Regions from separate parts of the Zea mays genome. Here all the other regions are linked to region 2. A link is a contact called in public Hi-C data. All regions are on one chromosome and are shown on one strand. The core of a region is the stretch at or near the end of the contact, and the rest is flanking DNA. Distances in the headings are between cores, read along the strand shown. Region 1 holds the start of LOC100273301. Region 2 holds the start of LOC109946021. Region 3 holds the start of LOC100278239.

Region 1 (4,025 bases), core at 39-2,538, 300 kb after region 2:
TAGACATCAAAATTATGAGTAACCACTCGCCTAAGCGAGAGAACCAGAAAACCCACTTTTTGGAAGCCACCGCAAAGCGAAAATGATAATCATATTCTTCCTTAACATGATAACCATCCAGGGAACCACCAAGAATGGCATGGAACGCCAAACTCATAGAATGCTTAGAAAGCTTACAAGTAAAGCGTCGAAAAACCGCAATAAGTAGAAAATAACCTTCAATGAATGGTGAGGGATGATGAACCGATGAAGAGAATCTATGTAGAACTTCCTTTTGAAAGCATAAACCAGGAGCCAAATCCAAATCAACAATGTTGAGGGACACATGATTGTCTCCCACTGCCATGAGAGAACAAAGGTCGAAGAACACTGGTAGGAAAAGGCAAGAAAGATGAGAGGAAGCAAAGATTCAAGGAAGGAGAGAAAGAGAGCAAACCAACTGAGGAACTAGAGAAACCCACCATTCGAGAGAGGAAGAAATAATGTCGGCAGTGGCGAAGAGAAGAGGGGGAGGGAGATTGGAGGAGAGGATAGCAGGAGGAAGAGGAAGGAGAAAGCAAGGGGAGGGAGCGGTGAGAGCACCATTGCTTAACAAAAAGCTTGGTAAACTTGTTGTACCATTTTAGCACAGTTTGGTGTCCACTTTGACTTGATGTGGATTATCTAATTTTTTTTTGCCATTTAGCTAGTTTCGAAGGTCAAAGCAGCAGTGAAGGGGTAAGTAAATAAAATAGATATGAGAGTCATGTTACATGATGTTACGTGATAATCATGTCCCACTGTTATGTTGGAGTGTATAGGTGGTCCGTCACATAGAAAAAAAAGGTAATTGTACGTGTTGCAACATTGGCAAACGAAGAGTAACCATATGTAAGAATAGAATAGAAAAGATTAGATTTCGTATTTTACAAGTGGGGATATTTTAAAAAATACGCGCGTCAACGTATGACTTCACCAAAATAGCCAGCCACACAACTTGCTCAAATACACACTCCAACGGTAGACCATTGCTATAGTGCATATGGTATATTTTATTTTGGACACCTATTTGTGTGTATATATATATAAACGGTATTTTGGTCTATATAGGCAAAAACATAAGATATGAAGAGTTGTGTGTATTTATTTATAATAATATTGTGATGTTGAAGTGTGCAATTCAGCGAGTTATGTGGTTCGCCGTTCGATAGGTATTTTGACGAAGCCAATGCATTTTTCCAACTATGTCATTTCAGTTTCAGCGGTAGTTTTGCGGCTTTTGCCGGACTTCCCCCTCATTGCCCGTCGCCAATATTCGGACGGTTCACCGGGGCCACGCCTCTCTTCTCTCCCTTTCCAAGGGCCGCCGCATCCACTCCGCCCCCCGCCTCGCAGTGCCTCCCCACCGCCCTCCGCGCCCGGCAGGCGACGTCCCGTTCCAGATCCAGGTATGCATCCTTCCCTCCGCCGCAAACGGCGTCTCTTTCCTCCATTCCTTCCCCGTTGGCAGGCACCCGCATCCCCTCCCTACGCTTGACGCCTCTGGCATGGAGTGGATATCCGAACGGGGTTCTATGTTCCCTTCCAGTCATCTTCGCCTTTCGGCTGGTTCGGATAGGGATTGGATGGTTTTGCTTGTCCGTTACGTTTCGGCCTGCGGGATCCCCTCTTTGATGTGAGCGCCGGTCGCTGGAATCCAAACCATCGCGTACCTCTCCAATCAGTCGTTCAATGTTTGCTATTCGCCTAATTTTATTTTAGCGATTTTTTTCTAGGGATTTGCCCCGGCGTGTTTCTGCCGACAGTCGTTATTAATGCTTCCGTGGATAGATGTTTTCTCGAAACTAATCAGAATTATCAATTTGGATCAATATGAACGGAATATATGGTGCGTAGTACTATGTATTTTCAGTATGGTTGCTGAATTATTCTGGAGATGAGCTTCTGGCCTGGATCTTTGATCCATTAGGGGAATAAGAGCTAATTTTGATTTGGATATTTTTGTCTCAGCCTTCAACACCCAGAAAAAAAAACTCTGCGATTCCATTGCGACAGGGACCATGATAGTGCCGCATTAAGGAGTCGTTTTCGCTGTGCATTGCACGCTGTCGTTCTGCACTTACACTTCGGCAATCCACTGTCAACAAAGACTGCTACAGTCAACGATAGTTGACTTTTTTATCCCCACAATCCAAAAGCTTCAGCCAACGATATAAATAGTAGTGCATTTTAATACTCTAATTTCTTTCAGGATAGGAGCTGTGGTAATTTTGTTAATACACATTTTTGGCCTTTCGTGCTGTCGTGGTTGAAAATGCGAACTTTAGTGCTTACTGCCCAATTATTTTATATTGTTAAATGGACTTTTGGCCTGTACTTGTAACAAAGTGATATTGTGCTCCAAATTTATTTTGCTATCACATATGTTTTTCCTATTTATTGGAATTCAGAGAGGTGGAACCAGGTGGAGAACATGCTTTGTCTCCTGTAATTTCTTTACTTAGGGCTGGTTTGGTGATCAGGTAAATGGATGGGATCCATGGGAGGAATTCCCTTCTATTTAAAATTGAATAACAAGAGGATTCCTCTCCTATGGATTCCTTCAATTCCCTGGTCACCAAATCAGCCCTTAGTGTTCTTGCTCCCAAACAAGCCCGTAATGAGATAGTTTTCTCCTATGCGACAATTAAAGCATGCTGCTCTGCCAGGAAACTGTATGCTTGTACAGACGTTTAGTGCTGCCTTTCGTGTTGAATTGATCTTGCATGCAGTAGTTTACTAGAATTTCAATGTGTACAGAGTTCTAGTAATAGATCTCGGTTCGTTTAATGTTATTATGGCTAGGAACCGTGGACTCTCATGTGGCATAATAGGTCATGATGATTCCAGAAACGCTGCTTGTCCATTAATGTTATACTTTCTCTTTAACTACAGATTTTTTTTATGACTAATGTGATACAGTAGGTTATCATTCTTTTCCAGAAATGATGATTATCCATCAAGGATCTGCTGGCAGTTGACAGTGCAATGATTTTCTTTTTCTCTTTTTTCGTGGACTGGAAACTGCAGCAAATTTTTTTCCGAAATAACTGCAGCAAAATCAGGCATCCCAAACAGCAACCATTATTTGAATTCCATTTCCATTGTTTTTTCTCTTTACTCCAAACATCGTTTCGAGGAGCAACGTCTTCTCTGGTGCTTTGTGGGAGCCAAGAGTCTTAGCCAGCTTAGTCTGGCACATGGAGACAAGGAGGGGGTTAGCTCATAGTGGTCAGGTCTTATCCGAGTTGTATTTTATTAGTTGGTTGCCTGTGTCTTCAACCCCTTATTTGGTCCGGGGTTTGGGGTGAAGTTTGTACCGGAATACCATACCCACTCTCTTTCTCTCTCTTAATATAATGATACGCATCTCTCCTGCGTATTCAAGAAACAAAACCTTATTCATTCTTATGCCTTTCTGTCCATCTCAAAACAGATCCTCTCCTTACCTCAAAAAATGTACTGAATCTTTCTTAACCAGATGTTTACATCTCTGTTTCCTATAGCTCATTAGAATTTCTTTTGAAATATAATCCTGATTTGAATTTAAGAATGGGGAGAAAATTGTCAATCATCGCTATCAAGTTGTCTGATTAATCACGATTAATCATCCTAGTTTGTATGATTGTATCCTGGACTCATCTAGGGGCTAAGATTTGACTAGATGGATTAGTTTTCTGGTCATCCGATTAGTTGTTGACTAATCGCGAAAGGGCCTCTAGCCGAGTTGGTTAGGTGGTCTGAGTAGCACTTCTCAGGTCCTGGGTTCAACTCCCCGTGGGAGCGAATTTCAGGTTGTGGTTAAAAAAAACCCCTCGTCTGCCCCACGCCAAAGCACAGGTCTAAGGCTCGGCCCAGGTCGCGGTCGTTCTCACATGGGCTTCGATGCCGCTGTGTATGTGTGGGGCATGGGTTCGGGGGTTTTGTCGACCTGTGTGAGAAGGTCTTCTTAATACAATACTCGAGGGTTGTCTTACCCCCGCAGGTCGAGTTGTTGACTAATCATG
Region 2 (3,851 bases), core at 161-2,660:
GGAGTAGTTCCTGAGGACTATCTGAGAGAATGCCCCGAAGACGGCAACAGGGAAGCCATTACGATATCCAGGTTCATGCCGAAGCTGAGACACCTCGAGCTGAGGTTCTCGAAGCTGACCGCCGTCGCCCTCGGCTCCATCCCTGAAGGATGCAAGGACCTGGAGGTCCTGGACCTGTTCGGCTGCGCGAACCTTACGAGCCGGGGAATAGACCAGGCCGCTGCTAGTCTGAAGAGTCTGGTGACGCTGGTGAAGCCCAACTTCTACATACCTCGCTCCTCCTTCCACATGGGGAGGTACGGCCACTGGCAGCTCTACGACGAGAGGTTCCAGACCAATGTGTTTCAGATATGATCATAGTCTCAGGTCAGGTACTCAGGTGCTCCCTTTGACCTATGGTTTATATTCTGTGTATGTGGGCGCATATAGTGGCACCAATAACGTGTGGTTTGAATCGTTTCTCTCGACAACATTTTGTACAGATGGTTATGCTCCAGCGGTTTGTGGAGTGTGGTTGGTTTTAATATAAATGACTTATTGCCTGCAAAAGAGATGTTTTGTTTTGGCTCTCTACTTTGGTTCCAAGAACGTGACATAACATGGTTGGCTTATTCGATCCTGATTGCAAGGCATCTTTGGTGCCTGGCCCTGGGTGTCGTCTTCCTGGCCCCATGTTGCACTTGCGCCCGACCGTGACCGCTCGCTCGATGGCGTTACCAGAATGCCAGCCATGTTCGTGTCATCCGCACCGAAATCCGATGCGTTGTCGACTTGTCGCGCATCACCTTTCGGGCAGCTGCCTGACTGTCTGCATCTTTTTTTTCCCAGCAGCAGAGATGAGGCTATACAGAGTGGCTCCAATTATATCTAATCCCCAGAAGTATTTCCTCTAGCTTCTGCCAAGGGCAGAGCTGAGTTGAGACATGGAAATTGCACGCATGCCTTCCTCGAAAAGGCTGAAACCTTCCCTTTAAGATGCTGTTTGGTTCACGAAATGTAACACAAATGGTAATAGTAATGGTTACACTTGATTACTGACGGTAACAAGTTTGAATAGACTGGTATCAATTTTTAGTGTGGTATCTAATTACAGTTGGACTAAAACAAACATGATTTAACGTTATCAGTTACTTATTACGTTATAAATATGTGAACCAAACGGCACCTAAAAGACCAGCTTTACCTTCCCTTTCGTTCAACGACATCACACTGTCCTTTTCAAGGTTAACATATGCGTAACATACATGTGGTTGATCTGCATTTACAGTTCGTGAAAACTACATATCAGAAAGAGAAAAAAATAGTGGACAATGTATCCCATCCCTCCGTTTGTACCAGTCGGTGACTGACAAGAGATGGAAATCCAGTTGGCTGGCTTGATCCTACACTGTGGTTGAGATCTGGCAAGCAAAGGCCAATGGTCCATGGAGACGGAGCAGCAAAAGGCCACCGAATCCGCACATTGCTGGTTCCATATGTCTCTCTTTTGCCTAGCAGCACATCACTAGAACCCAAAGAGAGAGAAAAACACAAGTGCCAGAATCAGCAACCTCTGCTGGGATTTAGGTCCCATTATTAGGCCTGGACTGTCCCTAATTTTGTTTCTAAACGCTATATAATCCAACGATGTGTAAAACAAGAACAGATGAACAGCTCCATTCACGTGGTTTCCTGATCTTTTTCAGATTGTTTGCCGTCGAGAGAGAGAGAGAGAGAAAAGGTCATAATGGAATCAGGTGCCGTCTTGCCAAATAAGGTGCTTGCCTTATCTTGGCACAGCAGTCAGCAGGATTTATAAGAAGAGTCTCCGGGGAGACTCCACGTCCGAGACTCAGACCTGTGAACTGCTTCTGGTGGCCTGTCCATCCCAAGATGAAGAGAGGCAACACCGTCCTCGCCACCTCCATCTCCGTCTTGGTCCTCCTATCCCTTGCCTCCCAGGTCTCACGGTGTGCAGCAGCAGCAGCATCTGAGGGAAGCGCCGGAGGAGTCTCCACGGAGCGGCGGCGGGTCAGGCCTTATCTCCAGGTGCAAGAACAATTGGATGGTACGGTCAGCATTGCTCTCTTTTTTTTTTCTTTTCTCTTAATTGGTGCCTGAAATATTGCCGTGTCGCCATGCATGATTGCACAACTTATCCTACGGAGAATAACTCGTCTGCGACAAACTGATTGGCTTGTTCGTGAACTGAAGGCGACATGAAAGACCACCTGGAAACCGGGAGTCCTAGCCGGAGGCTTGGGCCTGGGCATGAGGCGGCGGGCACAGTGGAGCTGGAGCATCATCACAGGAGGATTACCACCGGGCACAAGGGTGGCAGCGCGGGTGGAGTCGCCGGCGCCGCGGGCGGGCGGAACGTGGGCGGCGGCGGCGCCGTGACGAGGCCGCACGGATCCAAGAACGGCGCGGCGGCGCTTCCGGTGCCGGTGGCGTCCGTCCTGGCGGCGCTCGCCTTGGGCTGTGGCGTCGCTCTGTCAGCCTTGAGCTCCTGATGAAATAAAGCTCTTGTCTTTCTCGATTTGTTTCGTTATATTAAATATCATATCAAATTATCAATCATGGTGTGCAATGACATTTCACGCGAATTCTTTTTTTATTCTTACCCTTTCTTGTTTCTGTCCTCGGACAATTTCACATGGAGGAAACTTGTGTCAAATTTCTGCGAACTTCTGTTTATGCTTGATTGATGTGGAAAAATCGATGTATTTACTGTTACCAGCGTGGTCCTTTTGTAATTTATTACGTTGATCTTGATTCGTTGCATTCAGGCACTTGGTTAGGCTCTGCTGTAATATAATCAGATTATAAAATCAAACCTTGATCTAAACATGATTAATTATATAACATATATTATAACAAAACGTTTGATTATTATAATCTTATGATCTAGGTGAGACTAGATTACAAGGGACTATGCCCTAACATGCTAAAAGTCTAACTTATTTTCAACTGATGGTCTAACATACCAAACTATAATAGAGGATAAGATAGAAATTTTATACTTAGGGTCTGTTTGGTTGGGCTGTGGCTGTGAAAAAAGTTGCTGTGGACTGTGAGCTGTGGAAAAAGTTGCTGTAGTCTGTAAGCTGTTAAAAAGCTAAAAACCGTTTGGTGGAAACCACTAAAAGTCGTTAAAAATTCTTCGATATATGTTTTCACAGTTCCATCAGAAAAGTCACTAAAAGCAGGTCCAGAGGTGCTTTCAGATTTGCACTACGAGAAAGTCGGCTTTTAGAAAAAGCTGCTTCCTGGATCCAGCCCTTTGGTTGGCTTTTGGCTTTTAGGGGGCAAAAGCCAAAGCCAAAAGTCAAACCAAACACACCCTTAGCCTACCATAATCAATCACTTATATAATCTATAATTCTGATTATAATTTAGATTATAATAATCGAGTCGTGATCAAACAGACCCTTATAGTCATTTGTGGACAAGCGTCAGCAGTACGGTTTTTTGTCCAAAATCGCGGTCCTCCTGAAGATTAACCTTTAACCTAGCTCGAACATTATATTTCCTCTAGTTCTGACTGAATGGTCCTCGCCCCCTTCTCATTTTTTTTTGCAATAGAGGAACTGCTGGCCCGTGTACTGGTGGGCACAACTGGTTTTATTTTTTCTTTGTTTTTTTTCCAAAGTCCGCTTGTTTATTCTTTTTTTTTTATCTGAGAAAGAGACAACTGGTGGGCACAGTACAAATTGGAGGGTTCTGAAATTAATGCGAAACAATTTATTACAAACTATAAACTACCCCAACTGATGTCCCATTATTTATTATTTTAGATAAGGTTCAAGTTAAACTTATAAAACTTTAACTATAAATATTTATTTTGTTATCTCTACTACTACTTAAAAACG
Region 3 (3,773 bases), core at 113-2,612, 450 kb after region 2:
CGGCCTGAGATCCGTTTCCAGGAACGGGACGAGGGGATGAACTCGTAACAGCAGGCGTGACTGGGCTCTAGAAGGGTTTAAAGCAACGACGATAACAAATTTACAAACGACTAGGTATTATAATACTACAATCCCAATTGCACGCTTCAGAGTAATATTTTTAAGAAGCCCACTTACGGGAGTACCTGAGTTCCAAAAAACTCCAGACCAACACGAGTCTTTTGTGTGCACTTTGTCCTCGCTCGTACACACCCGAAAAAATTTCTTGGTCGGTCACCCATCTTAAGATTGCTCTGAGCTAAGCACGCTTAACCTAGAGGTTATTTCGAGGTAGACTTCCAAAAAAGAAGATGCACCTTGTTGGTATGAGTATTATTTTAATTCTATTAAACCTTGGTCCGGGATATCACCATCCACTGGGACCAGAATATCACATTTGTTTAGGAGATTTATTTGTGACCTAGATTAACGAGATTTTTAGAAGTCCTAATTCACGCTCTCTGAGAGGCGCCAGTGTTCCTTTCACTCATATTTTGCAACATTAGGTGACTCTATGAATGGTCATCATTGGATTAACTAGTTTTTGAAGTCTTTTTTTGCATGATTCTAGATAATTCTCTTAGTTGGAAAACTAAATAGATTGAAAGGCATATCTCTATCTCTACTATAATTTCTTCCCACGCCCCAAAAAATTTCTTCCCACGCGCACACGCGGAAAATTCTAAAAATTACACACTCATTAGGGTTTGAACCTGGTCCCAAGAAATAAATTTTCGCTTCCTAACCACTGCACATGTTGATTTGTGCTATATAAAGGATATGCAATATATACACACACAATTTTAGAATAAAAAATCGTGCCAGATCGGGCCATCACTGGGTCGAGAAAACGGCCTAGGCACAACACAGATCCACTTTAAATCGTATTGGATCGAGCCATGGCACTATTAAATAGATCGTGACTTAGACCGACATACAACATATTTAGTCATCTATAATCCAGTACCTTGGCTCATCGTATTTGATCTCGCGAGTGTGAAAAAAGAGAAAGAAAAAAAATCATCTTGTCTGACCCCACGCTACATATCCGGTCATTCACACTCAACTAATATATGTATTTGGATCATTTTTGAATAGCTGTCTTATTTAAGTAATGTCGTTTTATATGATAAGAGTTGTAGGAAGGAGAATAGACAAATGTTCTACCAGGGACTTATTTGGAAGACGTGAGGTGTATGCTGCAGTTCAATAATAATAAAATCCAGCCCCTTTTTCAAAAAAGACCCAGATAAGCCAATCCCAACTCGGGTGGTTCCCGTTTACCGCGCTAACGGACAAAACCAAACGCCGTCACTTCCCATCTTTCAGTCCACCCCAGATGGCCCTCAAAGCCGCCGTCTCCGTCACCCCGTTGCTGCCGTCGCCTCCCCTCCGCCGTCTCCTGCTCTCCCCCTCTCCTAGCTCCGCGGCGGCTCGTAGGATCGCGAGGGTTTCCGCGGCGATGGCGACGACAGAGGTGCACCCAGCCGTGGTGGTGGGCGGCGGCCGCGTAGGCCAGGCGCTCGTGTCCATGGGCCCGCCGGGAGGTGACGTCCTCGTGGGCCGCGGAGAGAAGGTACCCGACGATGCGCCTGGACCGATACTGGTGTGCACGCGCAACGACGACCTCGACGCCGTGCTCGAGGCCACCCCCAAGTCGCGCTGGCGCGGTACGTGCTCTCCAACTCCGCCCACCTCGTCTTCGTGTCCTCTGCTCTCCCGGCTGATGTGCTTTGGGTGGGCGCTTGCATTTGCCTGCCGGAGTTCGTATTCGTTCTGTGCCGCTGCATGTGTTCGATCAGGTCTGTTTATGCGCGTCTTCCCTTCGGCCTTGCATTTTAGGCAAACCGTGCCTGAAAATTGAAATACTGAACAACTTGAGCTGTATTAGCCAATCTGTTCTGGCTACTCAGTTCATTTTTTTTGTATGTACAAACTGCACAACAGTGGTGTGGTGTCATGCAATTCCAATAAGACAATAGTAATCGATACCCTGATGGTGTAAGTAACCGTCAGGAACATGGGATCTGCAGAGGAGCAATTGGAAGGCTGAAAGAGCAGAAGGTTGAGCGGGAGGAGTAATCTGAGTAATTGAATTTTGTTTGTGATTAGGCCTATTGGGCCAGGGGTTTGGGCCGTCTGGCCTTGTAAAGAGGGTGTACTTAAACCCTGAATCATCTGGTAATCGGCAAGAGGAAAATAGAAGAAAAACCACCAAACAGAATTTCTGTTTACCTGCGCTTGTCCTCCCCATCGGAGGCAGCCACCGTGAGTGCTCACGTCGGAGTTGGCGCTACTCCGGCCATGGGTCTCACACTTGGTATCAAAGACGGGTCAGCGGTCTTGCTGGGTAGCGATTACCAGCGTTGTCAATACGGCGCCTGTCACCAAACCATTGGTGTAGACACATTTTGTTTTGGAAGCCATGGCGGATCGGGATCGGGAAACTCAGGAGAGTTTGAGCAAGGTCATGGAGACTCTGGTAGTGGTGAGTGATCGATTGAATGATGTCGAGCGCGTGCAACAACAGATGATGATGCACACGAATTTGGCTGCGTCTGTTGCGGAGCAGGCGGCGAAGGAGCCAGTCGAGTTATGTCGTAAGGTGGAAGAAACAGGGAAGGTGGTGGCCCAAATCCGTTTGGAATTGATGGGGAAGCAGTTGGAGGATTCTTCTGGGGGAGCGGAATTTCCATCATCCGCTCATCAACATCACAGTGAATCAACAGGTTTCAGGGGAAGACAGGAGCATGTGGAATCCCGTGGTGAATTCAGAGGTGGTCCTTCTAGACCATCTGGTGATGTTCATCAGCATTCATACCATTCTCATCAGGTATTGCCCAAACTTCCATTTCCGAAATTTGCTGAGGGTGATCCTGTGGTTTGGTTGGACAAGTGCTTGGAGTATTTTTCTGTCTACCAAGTTCCAGCATCTATGTGGTGGCACTATCATAAACTGAAGTATGGGTTGGGTGGTTGGCATGAATTTGCTGCAGCCGTTGTCAGTAAGTTTGGTGCCGAGGCTTATCCTAGAGCGTTGCGAAGACTGTTTTCGTTGCGTCAGTTCGGCACGCTGGATAACTATGTTCATGAATTTGAGCAGGCTCGGTATGGAGTGGTGGTGCATAATGCTCAATATGATGAAACATTCTTTGTTACCCACTTTGTTCGTGGTCTCAAGTTTGAACTGCAGGATGTGGTGCAAGTTCAGGTTCCCACTACGGTGGATCGTGCTATATTGCTAGCTCAGATTCAACAGGAGGTGTTGGATAGAGGACGAGGTGAAGGACAACGTCCGTTGCCATATCTGAAACAGCAACAGACACTTCCAAAAGGGGATGATAAAGGGCAACAAGGTGCTGATCTTACTCGAGAGAGACAACTTAGAGACTTCAGACGTCTCAATGGTTTATGTTATGCTTGTGGAGAACAGTTTGAGCCCGGGCATATTGCCAAATGTGCAAAGAGGGGTTCAGCTTAGTTGAATGCAGTAGTGAATGAGGTGTCTGAAATTTTGACTGATGAGATTCTACATCAGCTAGAAAAGGAAGATCAAAGTGGGGAATTATGTTGTCATCTTACTTTTCAGGCAGTTTCTGGCACTGCCAATGACTATAGCATGAGAGTGAGATCTATTGTTGGTAAACAGACTATGTTGATGTTGGTGTATTTTGGGAGTTCCATCAATTTTATTAGTCAACATATGGTGCAAAAGCTGGGGTTAGCTGTGACAT

The links. A called contact is a pair of places that touch in the nucleus more often than the background predicts.
Region 1: a contact with region 2 is called in a Hi-C map of tassel, with 2.3 times the contacts expected there. The contact joins the promoter of LOC100273301 here to the promoter of LOC109946021 in region 2. A contact is called at or near these places in 2 of 25 Hi-C or Micro-C datasets (ear and tassel).
Region 3: a contact with region 2 is called in a Hi-C map of tassel, with 4 times the contacts expected there. The contact joins the promoter of LOC100278239 here to the promoter of LOC109946021 in region 2. A contact is called at or near these places in 2 of 25 Hi-C or Micro-C datasets (leaf and tassel).

What each region holds. Positions count from the first base shown.
Region 1 is chr4:70,755,940-70,759,964 of Zm-B73-REFERENCE-NAM-5.0, forward strand. It overlaps LOC100273301, which reads left to right and starts at 1,289. Exons shown (of 2, transcript NM_001147742.1): 1 at 1,289-1,427.
Region 2 is chr4:70,457,586-70,461,436 of Zm-B73-REFERENCE-NAM-5.0, forward strand. LOC109946021 reads left to right here and starts at 1,411. Exons shown (of 2, transcript XM_020552555.3): 1 at 1,411-2,047; 2 at 2,194-2,754. The coding sequence starts at 1,873. The coding sequence ends at 2,492. LOC100282400 reads left to right here. Exons shown (of 2, transcript NM_001155311.2): 2 at 1-545. The coding sequence ends at 354.
Region 3 is chr4:70,905,447-70,909,219 of Zm-B73-REFERENCE-NAM-5.0, forward strand. LOC100278239 reads left to right here and starts at 1,363. Exons shown (of 5, transcript NM_001151580.3): 1 at 1,363-1,709. The coding sequence starts at 1,379.